Regions from separate parts of the Rattus norvegicus genome. Here all the other regions are linked to region 3. A link is a contact called in public Hi-C data. All regions are on one chromosome and are shown on one strand. Each heading gives the region's core, a stretch centred on a gene start, on an enhancer-like site or on the middle of the called end of the contact. The rest is flanking DNA. Distances are from core to core; before and after follow the strand shown. Region 1 holds the start of Polr3e (RNA polymerase III subunit E). Region 2 overlaps Sdr42e2 (short chain dehydrogenase/reductase family 42E, member 2). Region 3 holds the start of Mosmo (modulator of smoothened).

Region 1 (3,150 bases), core at 64-2,563, 250 kb after region 3:
AGTAGGAATTAATAACCTGAAGATTTCGGTGACACACACCTTTAATGCCAGCATTTGGGAGGCAGAGATAGTGGGATCTCACTGAGTTCCAGGCCAACGTGGAGTTCCCAGTACTTGGGAAGTGCAGGCAGGAGGATCAGAAGTTCAAACTCACCTTTAGCTACACACATAGTTCAAAGCCAGCCTGGGGCATTGTGAGCCTTAACTCAACAAATGTGTGTGTGTGTGTTCAAATGTATGCAGCAATAAGTTTAATTCTAGGTGGTGGAAATACGGGTGACTATTTTTTTTCCACTGTGTCTTTTTCAGTCTTTTAAAATATCTAGGGCTGGTGAAATAGCTCAGTAGGTAAACATACTTGCCTCAAACCTGACAACCTAACTGCCCCCACATGGTAGAAAGAAAGAACATACTCAGGCAACTTGTCCTCTGACCTCCACAGCATGTCCTGCCTGCTCCCCGCCCCTCCCCCACTTCCAAACAAATAAATAAGATAAACGTAAAAGTCTGTATGGGTACATTGAAATGAATAGATACTTAAAAATGAAGTCTGGTTAAAAACAAAAGCAAAAACAACAACAATAACAACAAAAATCCCCCCAAATATGGTGAAAAACCAACCAGCTGTATATCTCTATACGTTTCTGCGTTAATATTTATATCCCAACCCATTCACAATATGACAATTTTAAACACGTAATTTTTCAGATAGAAATGTGCAGACCTGGGGTCACAGTTCAGCTTTCAGAGTTCGGTGAAAGTTACTTCCAGAACCAGACGTCTAATTAGGGCTATGTGAGTGACAGAGTGGCTTAACTTGACACCTTAACCATCTGCCTCAGAACGCAATTAAACTTTTTTTTCTTTAAAACTTATTTGGAACAAGCTTGCATCTAGATACTTTTATTTTAATAAGTGGCATTATAATAATATTGTTTATGACAATTTCTATCAGCAGGAGATAAAACAAACACAACTTCAAGAATTTAAGGAAAATATACGTGTCAATCCAGTAAGTAGCTTCTTAGGAAACAGCTTTAACAGCTGGGTAGCGTGGCCGAGCGGTCTAAGGCGCTGGATTAAGGCTCCAGTCTCTTCGGGGGCGTGGGTTCGAATCCCACCGCTGCCAGGGTAGTTTTTTTGTTTTGTCTCTGCCTCCTGCGCTCTGAGTTTCTTCTGCAGCCACAGCGGCGACCCCTGCCGTCAATGTGTGCTCTCTGCACCACGAGTGGCTCGCGAAGGGGCGGTCCCGCGCTCGCCGGGGCGGGGCATTGTGGGTAAGAGGAAGCGCGAGGGCCGGCCCCGCTCCCCCCACGTGTCCGCCGGAGTTTCTCCAGCAGCAACATGGCCGCTCCCTGATAGAAGACCCGGCCGCCGCCGTCTCTGCAGCCCACGGGTCCCTGGGCCGTTCCGCCGCCCGCGTGCGGCCCCGGCGGAGAGGTGAGACCCGACTCAGCAGCCTCGGGATTCTGGCCCCAGCCGTCGCACTCGCTCTGGGCTCCTGGCCGCGCTGCTGACTAGGCCAGAGAGGCCCGCGCCGCTGCGTGCCGAGGGGCCGCGGCCTCCCGGGGCAGGGCGCAGGGCGGCCACCCAACTTTCCAGGCCGCCCTGGGCCTGGGTCGCTCCGCACGGCTGGACGGTGGGGAGGTGACGGCGGTACGGCCCGCGCTGACTCAGGCCTCGGCCGCGCTGCCTCGCCCGGGCCTGGCTCACGAACCGCACCTGCGAGGGCACTAGTGCCCGGTGGCGTGGCGGCTTTTGGAGGAGTGGGAAGGGCGCCTGAGCACCGGCGACAAGGAGAAAGCCATTGGATCGCGGGGCTGCCTGCATGGGCGGGGGTCGTTGCCTTAGCTGAACTGGGTTAACTCAGCCCTAGCGGGCCCGGGACGCCTCATTCATTGATCTGTGTTTAAACAGAGTGGCGACTGCGCGGACCCGGGGACCCTCCAGTAACTGGGGATAGTGGTGCACATTGCAGGTTATCCTGGAATCCTGTTCTTAGAGTTACTGGGTTTGGGAGCGAAACGATAAGATCTTACATTTATCTGTAAAATGGGGATAATATGATTCCTGTGCTGCTTCTTTCATTTGTGGCTATCTTGCTCGGTCTTACATTGGAAGAAAACATGTTGCCACGTAGCAACAGCCCTTCTTATAGGTTCTACTTATCCCTTTGAAGCCGGTGTGTGGTTTATTGCTGGTTTAGGATGAAAATAGGAAAGATCCGGGGTTACACAATCCATGACATTAATCAGCTGCTATGTTGTAGAGGTGGGATTTGAACCTGTAAAGTTTCGCATGGGAGTCCAACCTCTTAACCACTATACCATACGGCCTTTTACCAAAGATGTGTGCAGCATATTGGTTAAGAATAAAATCAAGGCTCTTTGACATCAGCTAGATTTGGATTTCTTGATTACCCGTTTTCTTGGGGCTGTGACCTTGGGTAAATCAATTCTAAGCTGGGCACTATAAATTTTGATTTGCACAGCTAATGAGAAGATTAAATATTTGGTACTATATTGGTACCTGTTATCATTAACATTTGCGAGAAAGAACTGTGATTTTTTTTTTAATTTTAAAAGTAATGGTCCCATAACAACAAAGTATAATTATTATCTCCACTTAATGGTCCAGGAATATAAAGTGTAGAGAAGCCTTCGTGGAGTTTAAAGTCTAGCGCAGAGGACAGCCAACACCTGACCAGCAAGCAGATCAGGAAGTTCCAGGTTAGGACCAGTCAGGAGTAAGGAACTATGCTTGTAATGGAAGGGGCTGGAAGCGGCTGTTCCAGTTGGTCTGTCAGGGAACGTCTCTAATCCTGGAGGGAGTGGCAGTTGTTACCACTGCATCCTGAAAATGACCTGGGGTTGTGCAGAGGTCCTCAAGGATGCTTGGGACTTGGCCTGTTAGAAGTCGGTAATTGATCACCAGGCCATGGGGAGATGCTTATGTGAAGACAGGGACAGGATCATGTAAGAGCTTAGGGGCTCCTGGAAGGATTTGTTTTATGGGACAGTTGAAGGGTTGGGAGCAAGGTAGCGATACCATGGTAGCGATACCATAGTAGCGAGGCTACTGCCAGTCACAAAGACTGGCATTCTCTTGAGAATTGGAGATAGAGGAGTGGAGCTAGGGAAGCCTTTTTGT
Region 2 (3,145 bases), core at 39-2,538, 160 kb after region 3:
CATTCCTTGAGCACCTACTGTGTGCCAGGCACTTCACTGAGCACTGGAGGTAAGAAAGACTTGATCCTTACACCCAGGAAGTTCACAGTCCAAAGAGGAAAATGTTCTAGAAACCAGGCAACTCAACGTGGTGATAAGCATTACCCAGAGATGTGAGGAAGAATTTTCCAGCAAGCAGGAGAGGCACCTACGCCCTGAGGTCACGGTTAAACCTGACCTCTGAGAACACTGTGCTAGGACCCACTCTGTGCTTGCCTAGCTCACAGCTATGTCTCCCTGCTTGGCTGGCTTTAGGATATTTACTAACCTGCATACCTCCAAGCCCTGAACTCACTATCAGGGGCAAAACAGGCAAGGATTAGTCTATTTCCCTCTCTGGGGTCCCCAGACCAGGGCTTGGCCCCCATGGGAGAATCATGAAGCCAAAGTCCAGCTAGAGAATAACAAGCCAGGTGGGAGAGCATCACCAGACCCCAACACGACCAAGAATATGGCCACTTTCTAAAGTGGATCTCCTATGTGACCGTAGGCAAGTCACTTAACCTCTGAAATTCAATGTCCAATTATGCTAAGAGGAAATAGTGCCATCGCAGAGGACAAAAGAGTATAACGGCCCACACCCGTGCTCATTGGGAGTTCTACCATCGATAGTTGTCATTTATTGCCCTGGAAGAAAGTGGGCCTCAGGCCAACTGGCAGCAGGGGAAATGCAGCTCAGACTTAAAGAGGAGGAATCACTTGTTCGTAATTGAATTCCTCTCTTAGGGTCACTTAGTTAACCAGCTGAGAGCATAGGGAGGCTGTTCTGGAGGTCCTGTCCACCATTGGCCTTGAGCTGGCAACAGGAAGCCAACATCCTTCTTTGGGGATGTTTTTCTGGAGAACCGCATTCCACTACAGGCAGGAAGCCTTCAGCCTGTCTTGGCATTCAAGAATGCATTTAAGGGCCCCCAGGGGTCCAGAACGAGGCTAAGCTAGGAAGAGAAGTAGAGAAGAGGAATGAAACAGGGTGAAAATTTAGCAGAGCCTGAGGGTGAGATACAGAAAGGGAATCGAGGAGGCGGCGCCCTCCAAGAAAAAGATCTCAGAAAGGAAGCCTCCCCTCCCTCCTCAGGAAGGCATCGCAGGAATCAGACGCAACTAGTCTTTAAACCCGTGTGACCGAAAGGCAGACTGCCCTTCCCCTTTCCATCAACAAGGCACAGGATGCTTTCCCACTAACCCAGCCCTCTGCTGCTCCGCCTCTCCCATAGGTGCTCAGCATGACCGTGACGCACACCTTCCAGATTGCCAAGGCCCGCGCTCAGCTTGGCTACGCGCCGGACAAGTTCAGCTTCGCAGACGCAGTGGAGCGATATGTGCAGGCCACGACCCCGCAGCCCTGCTGTTGCACCGTGCTGACGCTCCTGCGGCTGCTGCTCCTGCTGCTGCTCCTGCTCGGCTTGCTCGGCCTAGCCCTGTACTTTCTAGGGCTGCAGCCTTTGCAGGCGGTGGTGGAGAGGCTCTGATCCGGACCCCAAAGCCGGATCAAGCCCACGTAGGCTCTCTGCGCTTCTTCCTGGCTTTGACCTCCCGGTTTAGGCCCGCCCCTGCTTTTTGGCCACACCCCGATTCCTGGCCATGCCCCTGCTCCTCTCTCTAAGCTTGTCTTTCTGGAGTTTGGGCCGACTTTCCCTGCTTTTCGCTCCCTGATTCAGTGTGGTTCTCTTCTGTGAGGTTAGGCGAGGCGGTTGATGAAGTCCCAGCCTCTTATCTTACTTCTCCTTCCCAGCTATTTCCAGTCCTACCCAGTCTAGCCCTCTCTTTCCTACTCTTCCCGATCCTTCCTTTCTGCCTCCATCTGTACACAGAAACCCCAGCGAGGTCGCTTCTGTAAGGACAAACCTTGGCCCCGCCTTCGCGGTTGGTCTAAATGCTTGAGTTCTGGTTGGTGGAGTCTTTGGAATTGAACCTGTTTTCTGCCTCCTTCTGGGACCTCCTCCCTGCCATGGCTTCTTTGAGTTTATCCTGATGCTGACCACCGACCTTTGTGTTGACTAGCTGGGGAAGGATAGCCAAGCCCAACTTGATAGCTTTTGGTTCCCAGTTAATGGAGTGGAAATGACTCAGCACAGTAAACGGTCTCAGTACTAAAGGAGGCAATGGGGGAAGAAAGTTTGTAAAAGAAATGGAATGTCTCATAAAAAGTACCAATATAACAGCCGAAATAAGAATTTGGCTGATCATATTTTATGATGTAGTTTGTGCGTGCTTGTATGTGCTATCAGAGGATGTCGTTCTTGGAGCTGTCTTACTTTATTTTTCCAGACTGGTTTAGAGTTTGGAATTTGGAATGGGTCGGCTAGGCAAGAAGTCTTAGGGATCCACCTGTCTCTGGCTTCCCAGAGCTGGGATTGCAAGCATATGTAACCTCACCCGGCATTTTATGTAGGTGCTGGAAATGGAATTCGGGTCCCCATCCTTGTGTGGCAAGCACTTTACCCACTGAGCCATTTCCCCAGCCTCCGTATTTCAGTGTCATTTGTATCTCTTGATGAGTAGTGGTCCTCGCCATCATCTTTAAGAGTTTAAGCCCACAGACCTGCCCTCTACAGAGCCCGCACCTCCCTGCCATCATGGTATGGATCTCAAAATAACAGTGTGTAAGCAGATCCACAGATCTCCATCATCTGGTGCACATGTGGCATTAACTGAATAAACACCGTAGACCCTAGCAGAGAGTAAAGTAACCACTGGCTGCAGTGGAGGAAAGAGAAGGTACTAGTCAACCTTCATAGGTGGTGTTCCTCATAGCCCGTGTCCCTGCCTGGCAAATAAGGAAAACTGTGTGTCTTCATTTAAAAAGACTTACTGATTTATTTTATGTGTGAGTACACTGTATCTGTCTTCAGACACACCAGAGGAGGGCATTGAATCCCAGATGATTGTGAGCCACCATGTGATTGCTGGGAATTGAACTCAGCACCTCTGGAAGAGCAGTCAGTGCTCTTGACCACTGAGCCATCTCTCCAGTGTCTACTTTGTTTTTGTTTTAAAGATCAATAGTAATCATTTCTATCTGTTTAGAGTGCCCAACGCCAGCAGGAACTTGCATTTGTATGGCCTTATCTCATTACTAGAGCTACTCTTACAGTAGGGGTTGTTA
Region 3 (3,355 bases), core at 829-3,328:
CTGTTTTGTCCTACATACCTCAGAGACATGAACTCTGAATTATCAGTGTCATCAGAGTGTGGGGCTAAAATGGGAAGTGATGGGAATTCTGTGAACACTATGTGCTTGGTCCTAATAACTAAAACCCTGCCCTTCAAGGCAGGAAGAGATTAAGTGAATCACTGTTATCTACAATGGTATGCAACCACTAGCCTGGTGGAAAGGATGGTTTTTAACACATACACTCATACACACACATGCAAGCACACGCATACACTCATACATACCCACACAAGTACACACGCACACACACTTTAATCTGAAGTCTAGAATGTTGAATAGAAGAATACACTTCAGGATATTCTGGTAAGTACTGCTAGGGTAAAAGAAAGAATTTATATTTGCTTTTTTTTTTTTTAACGCAAGAATTAAAACAGCACGGTTCCACAGAGCTGGAGTTAAAGCAGCCACATTGTTCCAACATTTGGCCTTGATCAGTTACAAGCATCAATGGGTAGTCAGGAATCCTCTCTGTTTAGTTACAGCTTCTTTTATTCTAGACAATCAAAACAGCAGATAAGAAGCCAAAACTAAGACTCCTACAAACTTCCCCAGTCCTTAAAACAAGAAAGGGAAGAGCTACTACAGTAAACTGATAGGCATTCTATCTGGATCCCCAGGAGATACGAGTTACCCTACTCCCTGTCTACTGCAGAGGAAAAATAAATTATGTAATTAAATATGTACTTTAAAAAATACTTGCCCCAAGAGACCAATGTTTGGGCTGAAAAGCCTTTAGACCAGCAATCTAATCCATTCTCCCCAATCTATGTGGTGCCCCTGACGCAGCTACACTTACTGCAAGGATGCTGGATTTGGTGGAATTTGAAACCTGCCGAGTTTTGTGGACATGTAGGCGTCCCCAAAATAGAGACAAATGTCACTCTTCCAGGTCTTTCTAGAGATAGCTTAGGTGGTCCTTAAGGAGAAAAGTCATCTCCATTTGCTCTGTAGAATGCTAAGAAAGAGATGGATATAAAGTTGGGGCTAATGGAGATTTAGCAGAGAGCCACGGTAGAGGGAAATCTCCAGGGGATAGCAAAATCATAGACACCTCCTCTGTTTTTGTAACAATTCATATTATTGTTTCCTGTGTATGCATCCAATCCAAGGCTCTCCCCACACCTTCACTCTGTAAATCACCAAACACCCGGTAGGTGCAAACTAACAAGCATTTCAGGTTCTTCATCCCTTTCTGTTATCACCAAGTCCTTCCTTCCGTCTGCAAAACACACACATCTGCTCACTTTTCTCTTTCTCGACTACCCTAGTTAAAAGCCACAATTCTGTCTTAGACTGCGGGACCATTTCTGGCGTCCCTACATTCGCTCCCCCTCCCCCATATACAATATACAATCTATTTATACCGTAGATCCTTACAAATCAAATAGGGTCATGCCACTATCCTTGTCGAAAACCCTTTCGTTCTTTCCCATTGCATCTGGAGCAAAATCCAAACACACATTTGGTGAATTTAAAGACAGGATCTCACTATTTAGCCTAGGCTGTCTTAGAACCGGTGGCTCTCCAGCTTCCGCTTCCCCACTGCTGGGATTTACAGGCGCGTGTCCACCCTGAATGCCACCTCTGGCCTCTGCCTACCTTTTCTCATACACTCTCTAGTCACACGGGCCATTTTGCAGGTCCCTGAACCTGACATCTTTCCACTTTCTCCCCAGTGGCTGTTTCCTTGTCTCTGGAATAGTCTGCACCTCATCCTGACAGGACAAATGTTTAAGATCTCAGTGGTCTCCGATCCGAACCACTGTTGCAGCCCCCAGTGCCGGGCTGAGCCGACGCCCCCTCGGGAAGGCTCTGCAGGGCAGTCCTGGGCGCCGCCGGCCGGCGCGTGGTTTCGCTTCCGGGTGAGGGGCGGGCGGGCCGAGCAGTTCCGGGGCGGGCGGCGGCTGCGGGTCCCGGCGCGGAGGGCGCGAGCGCGCGGCGCGGGCCGAGGGCCGAGGGCGGCGGCGCGGGGACCCCGGGGCCCGGCGGCCCATGGGGCGCGAGGAGTGAGGCCGCGGCCTGCCCTGCGGTGGGGGGTGGGGGGAGCGGGGCGGGGCGATGGATAAACTGACCATCATCTCAGGATGTCTCTTTCTGGCCGCCGATATCTTCGCCATCGCCAGCATCGCCAACCCGGACTGGATCAACACCGGGGAGTCGGCGGGTGAGCGGCGTGCGCGGGCCGGGAGGGCTGCCGCCCCCCGGGTCGGCGGTCCCGAGGGTTAAAGGTCGGCGCCGGGGTGGGGGCCGGCGGAGGCTGTTTCACTGTGGCTCCCCCTTTCCCCTTTGAAGTGTATGTGGTTAGTCTTTGCTTTATTTTAGGCCCGGGGGGGCTGTAATAATACTAATAATAAACTTCATTTTATGGAGCATCTTTCATTCCAGCGCATCTCACGCACACACGCGCGCGCTGGAGATATCTTAATAGTAGTTAGAAAATTAAATAACACAGAGAGTCGCAGGCAGCCCCACTGGCAGTGCCTGCTGGAACATTGGCGCTGGGGGCGGGTGTGTGTGAGTGGGGTGTCCTCAAGAAAGAGGCGGGCATCTTTCGGAAGGGTATCCCAGGTGAATGAGCTGGCAGGATTCTCAGCTCCAACCCTCTCGTGCTTCTCCCTTTCTCTCTCACCTAGACCTGTGAGACCAAACCTTTAATTAATGTACGCAGCTGTCAGGAGAACCGCTCAGAATTAAGGATCGGTCTTGAAATGCTTGTTCAGTGAAAGTGAAGGGAATGAGGAGTGGGAACCCTTCAAATGATTTGTTATAAAATGTATCGCTGTGCTGTCAAACTTCTTACGAGTCGTATAGGGTTCTCAATTTATCCAACAATATTTTTAGCTCTTTTAAAAAAGAAAATTCTAGCTGGGACATTTGTTGCTTTCTTCTTCCTCTCCTCTCTAATCTAGACCTAGTAACACAAAGTCATGCTGCCAGATTTACTGGTTATTAACATAACACTAAAGAATTCTACTTGTCTTGACTGTAGAATTTTAGCAGAGCTGTTAATTGTAACACATAAAAAAAGAGAGTCTGGGGATCGTGTGGAATTTGGTAATACCTGTGGGCTGTTTTTGAAAGTGCTGCTGACTCCAGACAATGTATTTGACTCTATGTGTGACATTCAGTTCATTACCACTGCTGTTTTCACTCTGACTACATTTGTAATGACCCCTTTGTGAGACTTTCTAAGTATCACGTACTTAGGAGCAAAAGGTTCCCACTGTCGAGTAAAGAGATCCTTCTTGAGAAAAGATTTTCAGTGGAGTGCCTGTAAGTAGTGGACAGAATGTCCACGAGCAAGGTAGCCTGG

The links. A called contact is a pair of places that touch in the nucleus more often than the background predicts.
Region 1: a contact with region 3 is called in a Hi-C map of the A7r5 cell line, with 4 times the contacts expected there. The contact joins the promoter of Polr3e here to the promoter of Mosmo in region 3. A contact is called at or near these places in 7 of 12 Hi-C or Micro-C datasets (the A7r5 cell line, Schwann cells, frontal cortex and 3 more).
Region 2: a contact with region 3 is called in a Hi-C map of the A7r5 cell line, with 5 times the contacts expected there. The contact joins the enhancer-like site here to the promoter of Mosmo in region 3. A contact is called at or near these places in 12 of 12 Hi-C or Micro-C datasets (the A7r5 cell line, the Rat2 cell line, Schwann cells and 7 more) and 1 of 1 datasets of contacts at active chromatin or transcription factors (oligodendrocytes).

The regions. Positions count from the first base shown.
Region 1 is chr1:184,896,102-184,899,251 of GRCr8, forward strand. It overlaps Polr3e (RNA polymerase III subunit E), which reads left to right and starts at 1,314. Exons shown (of 21, transcript NM_001108503.1): 1 at 1,314-1,440. It overlaps Trnal-aag1 (transfer RNA leucine (anticodon AAG) 1), which reads left to right and starts at 1,048; the gene lies at 1,048-1,129.
Region 2 is chr1:184,811,838-184,814,982 of GRCr8, forward strand. It overlaps Sdr42e2 (short chain dehydrogenase/reductase family 42E, member 2), which reads left to right. Exons shown (of 12, transcript XM_039101193.2): 12 at 1,254-2,227. The coding sequence ends at 1,508. Among named protein-coding and RNA genes, the nearest start is that of Trnal-uag1, 4.1 kb to the right of the region's middle. Within about 2 kb of position 1,289, at least 46 of the 93 cell types and tissues checked have an H3K27ac peak or open chromatin away from gene starts, as enhancers often do. A contact at or near this core is called in the A7r5 cell line, Schwann cells and liver, where this site is marked.
Region 3 is chr1:184,646,907-184,650,261 of GRCr8, forward strand. It overlaps Mosmo (modulator of smoothened), which reads left to right and starts at 2,079. Exons shown (of 3, transcript NM_001401762.1): 1 at 2,079-2,206. The coding sequence starts at 2,101.